2 separate regions of the Columba livia genome follow, and region 1 is linked to region 2. A link is a contact called in public Hi-C data. All regions are on one chromosome and are shown on one strand. Each heading gives the region's core, a stretch centred on a gene start, on an enhancer-like site or on the middle of the called end of the contact. The rest is flanking DNA. Distances are from core to core; before and after follow the strand shown. Region 1 overlaps CLINT1 (clathrin interactor 1). Region 2 overlaps LOC110359432 (a long non-coding RNA gene).

Region 1 (4,292 bases), core at 342-2,841, 45 kb after region 2:
TCGGATCCCCTTGGTTTTGTATGAATAGGTACAGAACTTCTTGTCCCCTCTTGCTGGCCCGTTTGCTGGCCGCAACACCACCGAGACATTATTTCTATCTCAAGTTATGCATTAAAGGTACATGCAATGCTTCCTCTCATCCCTCACATCCTTCTCCTCATCCACTTCTTGTTTTCTGGGGTTTTTAGCACGCTATAGGGTACGACACCTGGATGACAGCTTTCTCTCAATTTACAAATCTCAAAACATAACTTAGAACAACATTTGAAACAATTTGCAATCAATTGAATCCTTAGAAAGACTTTTCTTTGAAAAATGCAGACAGAGTTGTGGCCAAAGCAGTATTGTGGGGGTGTCTCATCTGTGGTACATCTATTCAATGTCCAAATATGTTAAAATATGATTTATGGAGTGCCTGTAAAACTTTTAACTATATTTATCTTTTTTCCTCTTTGTTTTTTAAAGAGGAAGCGTGTCCTATTGTCTGATGCGCTCGGAGATGATCAGATATTTATAACCATTACCCACTGGCTTTTCACTCTATCCATTTATTCATGTGGAAGAATTTAGTCTCAGACTTGAGCTACCTATTCAGTGTTGCTATAAATTGTAGATGCAAACATTTAAAGTTGCGTGTTCCCTTGTAATAAATTACAAGCTAACATTTTGCTGGCTGTCACCGTGCCGACTGTTTCAGAGATGTGACAGTGCCCTCTCTTGGCTTTTCTGAACAGCTTTGCTTTTGTTTAAAAGAAACAATACTGAAATAATTTATAAGGGGTACAATGAAAAGTAAAAATCATCTGTTGGCACTGGTCTATGATTTAATAGACTTAAATGTGGGACACAAACAGAAAATCATGCAAAAGTTTGTGAGATTAATATCAACCCTTTTATTTTGAATGTAACTTTTAAAATACACTTCTTGTGTTTAATGTTTTTGTCCATGTCAAAAGTTTCTGTAAACGTACATATATTTATGTACATATTTATGACAATTTGTCACAAGATTCCCCTTGTGCAGGGTTTCAGTTAGTGATTTGGGGTAAATCCAAATGTAGTCTCACAGATAATAGTGTGTGTTAAACGCTGTCTGTCCGTCCTGCCCGCTGCGCGTCCGTTTGCTCACAAAGCAGAACGTGTCCCTGCCATCCGGCACCATTCCCTGGAAGCCGCCCAGTATAAACCGATCAGAGAGCCCCCTCTGGTGTCTGACGGGATCCTCGGATATTAAATTTCTATCAATCGCAGGAAGTCTTGGCAATCACGCTCGTCACTTTTTCCCTTCACATCTGGACGTAAATGATTTTTTTGTTGCAAAGGTCCCAGGAATCATGGGTAGGGCAGGGAATGAGGGCCATAGAAAACATGGGAAAGGAAGAATAAAACTGCATTTCCACCTTTTTAGAAATGGTTATTTTTAAGTGACCTGGAACGATGCCAAACTATACAACAGTTCTTTTTTTTTTTTTCCCTTGGAGTTTACATTTGTTGCCGAATTAAATGCGGCTTAGAGATACTTTGTTTTGGAACGCTTTATGCCATTACATCTCATCTTGGCATTTACAAAAGAGCTTTCTCCTGGTTGCTGAGAACAATAACTTTATGCAGGATAGTTTTAGAAACAGAGTGTGTCTCTCTACTTGTCAGGGTTTGATGGCACTTTCTTCTTTCTTTGGGCATTACTTAATTTCCCTTGTTTCCCTTCCATTTCCCTCTTTCGACCCTGATGCTACTTGAGCCATGTGCTTTGAGTTCTTCCATAGCTAATGCTGCTGCTAGATAGATATAGATTTTTTTTTTACAGTAAGCTTGCATCTTTTCATGCCTTTTCCAGTCTTAAATTCTTTGCTCGAAGAAATGGAGGAAATGCTTCGTTTTATGCTTCCCCCCAACTCCCCATCACGTCTCCCACAAGCTCTTCAAGAGGGGTTATAACAACAACCAACCTTTGGATCCGGACAAGGCACCACTGTGCTGAAAGCTGCAAAGCACTTGAGCCTGGAGCTTTGGGCTTGTGTGTTTGGGGTTGTTTTCTTTTCTCTTCTTTTTTAATGTTCCATGCATATGGCAGGTAAAGATGGGATTAGTTTGCATTTGCACGTATGGTAAAGAAAATGGCAGAAACAGAAGCTGGAGGTGCAGTTGGCATGAATGAATTTATAAAACCTTCATTGCTGTTGTTTGTAATTACTGCTGTGTTCCTACATGCTTTTTTTTATATGTATACATGGGTTCTGTTAGCTTGCTGATCATTTATTCAGTCATGTAGCTTATATTCTCTTTAGACACAAAGTTGAATAAAACCAATACATCAGAATCCGACAGCAGGAATTCTCACGGTGAGAATCCAAGATTGAGTCCAGGAATTTTATTCTGTTTTAACAATTACCTTCTGTGTCCTCCTTTGGACTTAAAGGGATCTCATTCTTGTTTCTGCTGTTCATAACTCCAAGTTCCAAGACCTTTGCTGTCCTTATGCCGAATAAAATTGAAGGGATATAGCTCGAGTGCAGCTCTGTGCCGGCTCCTGCGTGGACAGTGGGATGACTATTCAGCATTATGATTTTTTCTTCTAGTCCTTTCAGGTTCAGAAGAGGTTTTTAAGCAGCAAATGCCTTCTCCACATTGTAGTAGAACTTTCCTACAGTTTAGTTAATTGAACTTTGTGGGATGGTTTGTTTTGAACCCAGTCATTTAGAGGGTTTTTTTGGCTTCTGAAACCTGTTGTATGATTAAGCAAACTGTCAAACTTTAGATACAGCAGCTGTAAACACGTTATTTCAAATACACTGCAAAGTAGGTGGGGAAAGCAGAGGCCACTAGGTTTCCTTCGACTGATGTTTTTGTTATTATTCTATGCTATATTGCTCCATAGCTAGAGAACTGTTTCTCAAGCATTCCTTGTATGAATTATGTTTTGAGCCTGCTTGCTCACCTTAAAATATAAGGAAAATCACTGTGTTATCGAACGTATCTGGATGCTTTTAGGGGCACAAAGGAGGTTGCTGGACTTAAAGGTTACCAGTCTGAGAGATTCATTTGAAACAAACGAACAAAACACACACATTGACTATTTTAATATAACTGATATGGAAAAACTGCCTCTTTTTCCAAGTTACATTTCTCTCTGAACTCTCGTAGAGACAGCCTGAGCTCCTTACAGTATATTTGCATTGCTTTAGTCATAATCCAGAGTGCTCTGCAGCTTTTCTTGTGTGCTGTTTTCCCTCAATTAAATAAATTCGAGCTAGGAAACAGACTTTCCAGTGAGTCATATCTCCCTTACCTCACCCTTGTTTGTGAGGTTTTTCTTCTTTTCATTTATTTTTTTACAAACTCGTGTTTGGTACTGATATTCTTGAGTTTCTCTTGTAGCACTCATCATTGGGGGGGTGGAATCTGCTGCTGATTGAGTTATAAAGCCTCTTGCAAATCACCATACACCGTACAAAGCTGTAAGCAAACCCCATCTGGTTGGGGAAGCTTGCAGCTTTGAATCTAGTGCTTCGGTTTGGATTTTAATTTGACCCAAAGCCATTTTTACTGGATTGAATCCAGCTGTAATGTAATCCCGGCTTTCTCACCTGTATTCTTGCAGACTAATAGAATAGTAAAGCCTTCTTAAAGATAGCTTAAATGTGTTATATGGTGTCCTCAGGGTAACTTCAGCACTAAAGATGTTTTCTTTCCCATCCTGTAGAGGTATCTCATTAAGTGAGATACACACGAGTGTCATTATTAAGTTTTCATGTGTTTCTCACTTTTGATGCTAATCTTCATGTGTGTTAATTTTTTCCTTTGCAGCACCAATGTGGTTATGAATTATTCAGAAATCGAGTCTAAGGTTCGAGAAGCAACCAATGATGATCCATGGGGACCTTCGGGGCAACTCATGGGAGAGATTGCCAAGTAAGTGATAATTTGGCTCAGTGATGAAGAAAAAGAAAAGTGTGAGACCTGGACAGGGCGGAGAGTTGGGCAGGGTAAAATTTAATGAAATATAACAAAGGCAAGTGGAGAGTCTTGCATCTGGGCAGGAACAACCCCAGGTTCCAGTATAAGTTGGGGAATGACCTATTAGAGAGCAGCGTAGGGGAAAGGGGCCCAGGGGTCCTGGGGGACAGCAGGGTGACCATGAGCCAGCACTGGGCCCTTGTGGCCAGGAAGGCCAATGGTACCTGGGGTGGGTTAGAAGGGGGTGGTCAGTAGGTCAGAGAGGTTCTCCTGCCCCTCTGCTCTGCCCTGGGGAGACCACACCTGGAATATTGTGTCCAGTTGTGGCCCCTCAG
Region 2 (4,375 bases), core at 1,240-3,739:
CCTTGTATCAGGTATTGAATACAGGCTTGGGAGGATGCCCAGGAGATGAGAAAACTTGGCGATCTTCAAAATGCCTGGCAAGCTCTTCCATGAGCTTGACACTGCATTTCTCAGCACCTGGAAACCTGAGAACATCTGCTTTCCAAACAGGGAGAGCAGAGCTCAGTTACATCAAGTCCTAGCATCTGTATTTTAATCTTATGCGGGCGACTACACTGCCATCAGCATGACTTAGGAGGACTGGAGTATAAGTGACTTCACAACCCCTGCAAACATCCCTCAGTTCTTGCCCACGTGGCTGTTTTTCCTTATGCCAATTGCCAGGGAACCCTAATGCTTTGGAGCAAAGCGGTTCATTGCAGGGTAATGTCCCTTCTCCCCCCAACATTGCTAGTGTGGCTGTGGCCTAATGCATCTACTTGCTCCATTTCATCCACAAACTCCCAAATCAGTTCAACACATCACAAGGCCAATTCCTGTCATGGTCATCAAAGAGTCCTGCCACAACTGTAGGAGACGGGAGCTATAGCCGGAGGAAAGGAGGTTTGGCTGGGCTGTGCCTGAGCTGGTGCTGGGTTTCCAAGACAGACCACACACAAGGCAGCTCTGACCTGCCAGAGGGAGGTGGCACCAGGATTAATGTGAGGAGGAGCTTCACATCCTCCTTCTCCAGATTCCCGATTTGCCTTTTATATTTTCTATTCTTTTGTGCCCTGAATTACAGCTCAGTCCATTTCAGTGCTTGACAAATAAAAAGAGAGGAGTTCTGCGAGGACAGAGCAGTGACCTCTCTTTTTGCACGAGCTGCTGTGCGACTGCAGGTCCAAATCCAGTCACATGCTGGGTTAGTTAGGAATCCACTTCAGTCCCAAAGTCCTCATTATACACATGGGTCACTCTGTCGTCAAAAAAGTGACCTGCATAACATGAGTAACTCAGTACGTGTCAGAAATATTCCTGACCTTATTAAAGAATCTCCGTGCTCGGAAAAGAGGTTTCCACTCATCAATCACCGTTTTATTCACACACGATAACAGCCTCATTAAATCATACGAGAGTTGCAGGAGATTTTATATGCTAATTTAATACCGATGTAACCAATTACACAAACTTCACATAATATTTTTAAATAATCAAGTGGGTATTCAATTAGCATGCAGTGACCATTTATTAAAATCTCAATTAATTCCTTGTTTAAGACTTGTGCAGTGATCAAACTGTGCAAATCCTAAATAAACCCGCACGGAGAAGCTGCGGCCCTGAGACAGCAGCACTGCCCAACACATTAGCAGCAGAGATGCCACCGTTCTGCAGGAGCTCTCTGACACTGCCCCCCCCCCCCGCACAATGAACACTCCACATGTCCCCTGGCACTGAATGTCACTGCCCTGTTTAATGGAGAATCAAGTGTCAGCCTCAAAGACTACAAAAGCTTTGGCTCAATTTGCACTTCAGCTGTCTCAGATCAGACTCATAGGGTCTAGACACAGCCGAAAGCAGTTCAGTAAGTTGCCAGCGATCAGCACAGCCACAGTAATCAACTCCGTTGGCATCAGTGATGAAGTAAGATGTGCCTCACAAGCAGAGTTGGCTGATAGGCAGTAACTTGTCACCACAGTTAGTCGGTGGCTTGACCACGGGCTTTGAAGTGTGTCTCTGCGGAACACTCCAGCCCTGGACTGGAAGCTTCTGGGGCGGCTTAAGGCACTCCTGCCCCTTGCTCTGTGCCCCTGTTGGAAGCCCCTGTCCCCAGGCAGGAACTAAAAGAATGAGTTTTGGCCTTTCTAAAGATGTGACTTGCATGTGGGGGGGCCACTGCCAGCCTATGTCTCAACATGCATGAACCCCTCAGACCCGACCCCTCGCAGGGCCGTCTGGCCACGGCAAACTCAATTTGTCTGTGCTGGTGATCAAGCACCACAAACACACAGTCTCTAAATGCTACGAATAAAGATTCCTGTTGTACCTTGACAACAGCGGGTCATCTTTGTCGTCACTGTCATCGTAATGCTTTCAGCTCCTACACAAAGGGCATCGCAAACATTCAGCAGCTTCCTAAGAGCACAAACCCACATGTTTGTCCTCTCAGCTGAGATGAGGTATTTATGCATTTCCTTATGAAAGACAATTACGTGCATCAATTCCAGCCCAGCAGTTGAAAAATCTGCTTTATATACAGAAAAGTTTCCGTGCACTGAGAGCTCCTTTCTCACCTGTGAAAACAGAGCACGGGTTGCATGTGCAAACAGTTGTACTTACAAGTGGCACAGCTGTGTTCTGAGAAGCCGGGTGGAAAATTTAGCCCATAGCAATTTTGCATTTTTCACAGGCTTTATTATGAGCTCTCTGACAGTTTCACCCTGTGGTCTCCTGGGATCGTGTCACAGTTGGTTTTCATTTAATGGTGTTAATCAAGAAGTAACTGTGAAACTGATGTTTGTCCTTGCTGCAGCTAGAAGACCATTCACCTGGCAGCAAAAAGAAGTTCATATTTGGAAGAAAAGGAAAAAACAACTACCCAAACGGTTTGCCCTTTGTTCATGTTGGGGCCTCCTCCTTTCTCCCACAGCAAATTCTTTGGCAGTATTAAGTGCAATAAAATGAACCAGCACACAGAGGAAATGATTGCTTCGCTGAGCCTTGCAGTGAAACAAACCCTCATCTTTTCTGCTCAGCTTCTTAAATGCTTTAGTGCAATTGTTCCACTAGATGTCAGCGCCGAGCATGGAGCGACCAGACAAGTCCCAGCTCCCTGTTCAGCATGTCTTGTGAAACAACTGCTATTCTTCATCACCACCCCAGTTACAGGCAGCTCTGTGTGGCCTTCAGGGTCAGCCTGGAAGGCAAACAGCTCTGCATGCTGGTGAAAAAAGGTGCAGGAAACAGGAGGGGGCCGTTCCCGGTTGGTGTCCTGCCTGCCTTAATCTGCAGAGGAGATTTGCGTGCTTGAGTGGCTTAGCGGAGGAAAGCCGAGTTAAAAGTGAGACTGGAATGTGCCGATGTATTACTTTGTGGTGTGCAACCTGCAAATGTTTCCAAGGGTCCCTGGGAGGTTACTGAAGGTGCAGCTCTGCAGCAGTTTAAAGCAGATTTAAATGAGGAGGGAAAGAAAGCTCCTGGAACAAGCATACTTGGCATGGTAGAGTGTAAGGATGGCTCATCCTCCTGACTCTGCCATCCAGAGCAGTCTGCAACCTGTCACACATGGGAAAATACATGCTGTGTATCAGATCTCCAGATGGTCAGAGCTCTCAGCTGTGGTGCAGAAAAGTACCCGACAGGGATTTCAGTGTGCATGAACTTCACCTCCCTTTCCTGACCCTGACCTGCCGTTCACATCCTCAGCTTCCTGCCATGGCCACCAAGGTGTGAGACTGAGAACCGACATGACAATGAGACAGTGATGCACTGACCTGACTGTGGGAGAGCACGACCGGGGATTCAGCCATGTGAGCCCAGAGCTCAAGGCTTGGGACTTTGGGAGATCTGAACTGGAGAGTGGGGGCGCAGGGGGTCAGAGAGGTGCTGGGAGACACCCTGTGAAGAAAGGCTGTCTGGGTGTCAGACCCTGGGCACTGAAGCTTCAGGGTGCAGGACAGGATATCCAAAGAATGACCCACAAGAATGATTTGCACAGTTCTCACTAGAGCTGCTTGAACCCATCTCATGGTGCCTTTCATATCACGTTAGCCTTTAATAACTTCCCCTGGCTGGACTGGGAGTTACTGGGCTCCCAGCTGGAATGAGTGAAGAGCTCACACAAGGTTTGTTTCTCCTGCGAACAGGAGGGAACATGGGGCCCCCATTTTCGTCAAAGATACTTGCCTAAAATGTCTGGGTCAGGCCTGAGGGTAGGTGTGTCTGCTTGAATACATGAGCTTCTATTTAAAAGAAAGGCAGAGCCACCCTGACTGGTTAGGCTCGCTTTTCTCTGGATTTCTGACAAATGCTTTGTATTCAAAAGGTCAGACTAGCAATGGCACCTCTCACCCTGGAGCAAAGAGTCATTCTTCACTGCCTCGCTCTGCTCACGGCTGGCTGCCCAAGCTCGCTCCATCTCCCTGCATCTGACATCCAAACTCCTCTCAATGACGGGGAGATGCAGCCAAGTCCTGGCATCAGCTGTCAGCTCAAATAGAGGGGAACAGCACAGTGACATCAAAAATGTGTTGATGGGTATTAGCTCTTTACCCAAGTCCTGCCTGTTAGTCGCATGCAAGGGAGTGAGTTTTTCTTTTTCAGCAAGGGTCTTATTCTTTTGCTGCAACAGTCTCACAGTCTTTGGAGGGGAAACAGGGAGGTTGTATTACTTTCCTCTACAAAACCTGTAGTAAACAGCTGCAGTTCTTGCAAAAGCTACTTGTCATCTTTTGCA

Evidence for each region. A called contact is a pair of places that touch in the nucleus more often than the background predicts.
Region 1: a Hi-C map of crop shows a contact between it and region 2, with 3 times the contacts expected there. The contact joins two enhancer-like sites. A contact is called at or near these places in 2 of 2 Hi-C or Micro-C datasets (crop and liver).

The regions. Positions count from the first base shown.
Region 1 is chr14:5,007,935-5,012,226 of bColLiv1.pat.W.v2, forward strand. CLINT1 (clathrin interactor 1) reads left to right here. Exons shown (of 12, transcript XM_065029677.1): 2 at 3,808-3,912. Among named protein-coding and RNA genes, the nearest start is that of CLINT1, 23 kb to the left of the region's middle. Within about 2 kb of position 1,592, at least 1 of the 3 cell types and tissues checked has an H3K27ac peak away from gene starts, as active enhancers do.
Region 2 is chr14:4,962,057-4,966,431 of bColLiv1.pat.W.v2, forward strand. The region is part of intron 2 of LOC110359432 (a long non-coding RNA gene); the gene reads right to left. Among named protein-coding and RNA genes, the nearest start is that of CLINT1, 23 kb to the right of the region's middle. Within about 2 kb of position 2,490, at least 2 of the 3 cell types and tissues checked have an H3K27ac peak away from gene starts, as active enhancers do.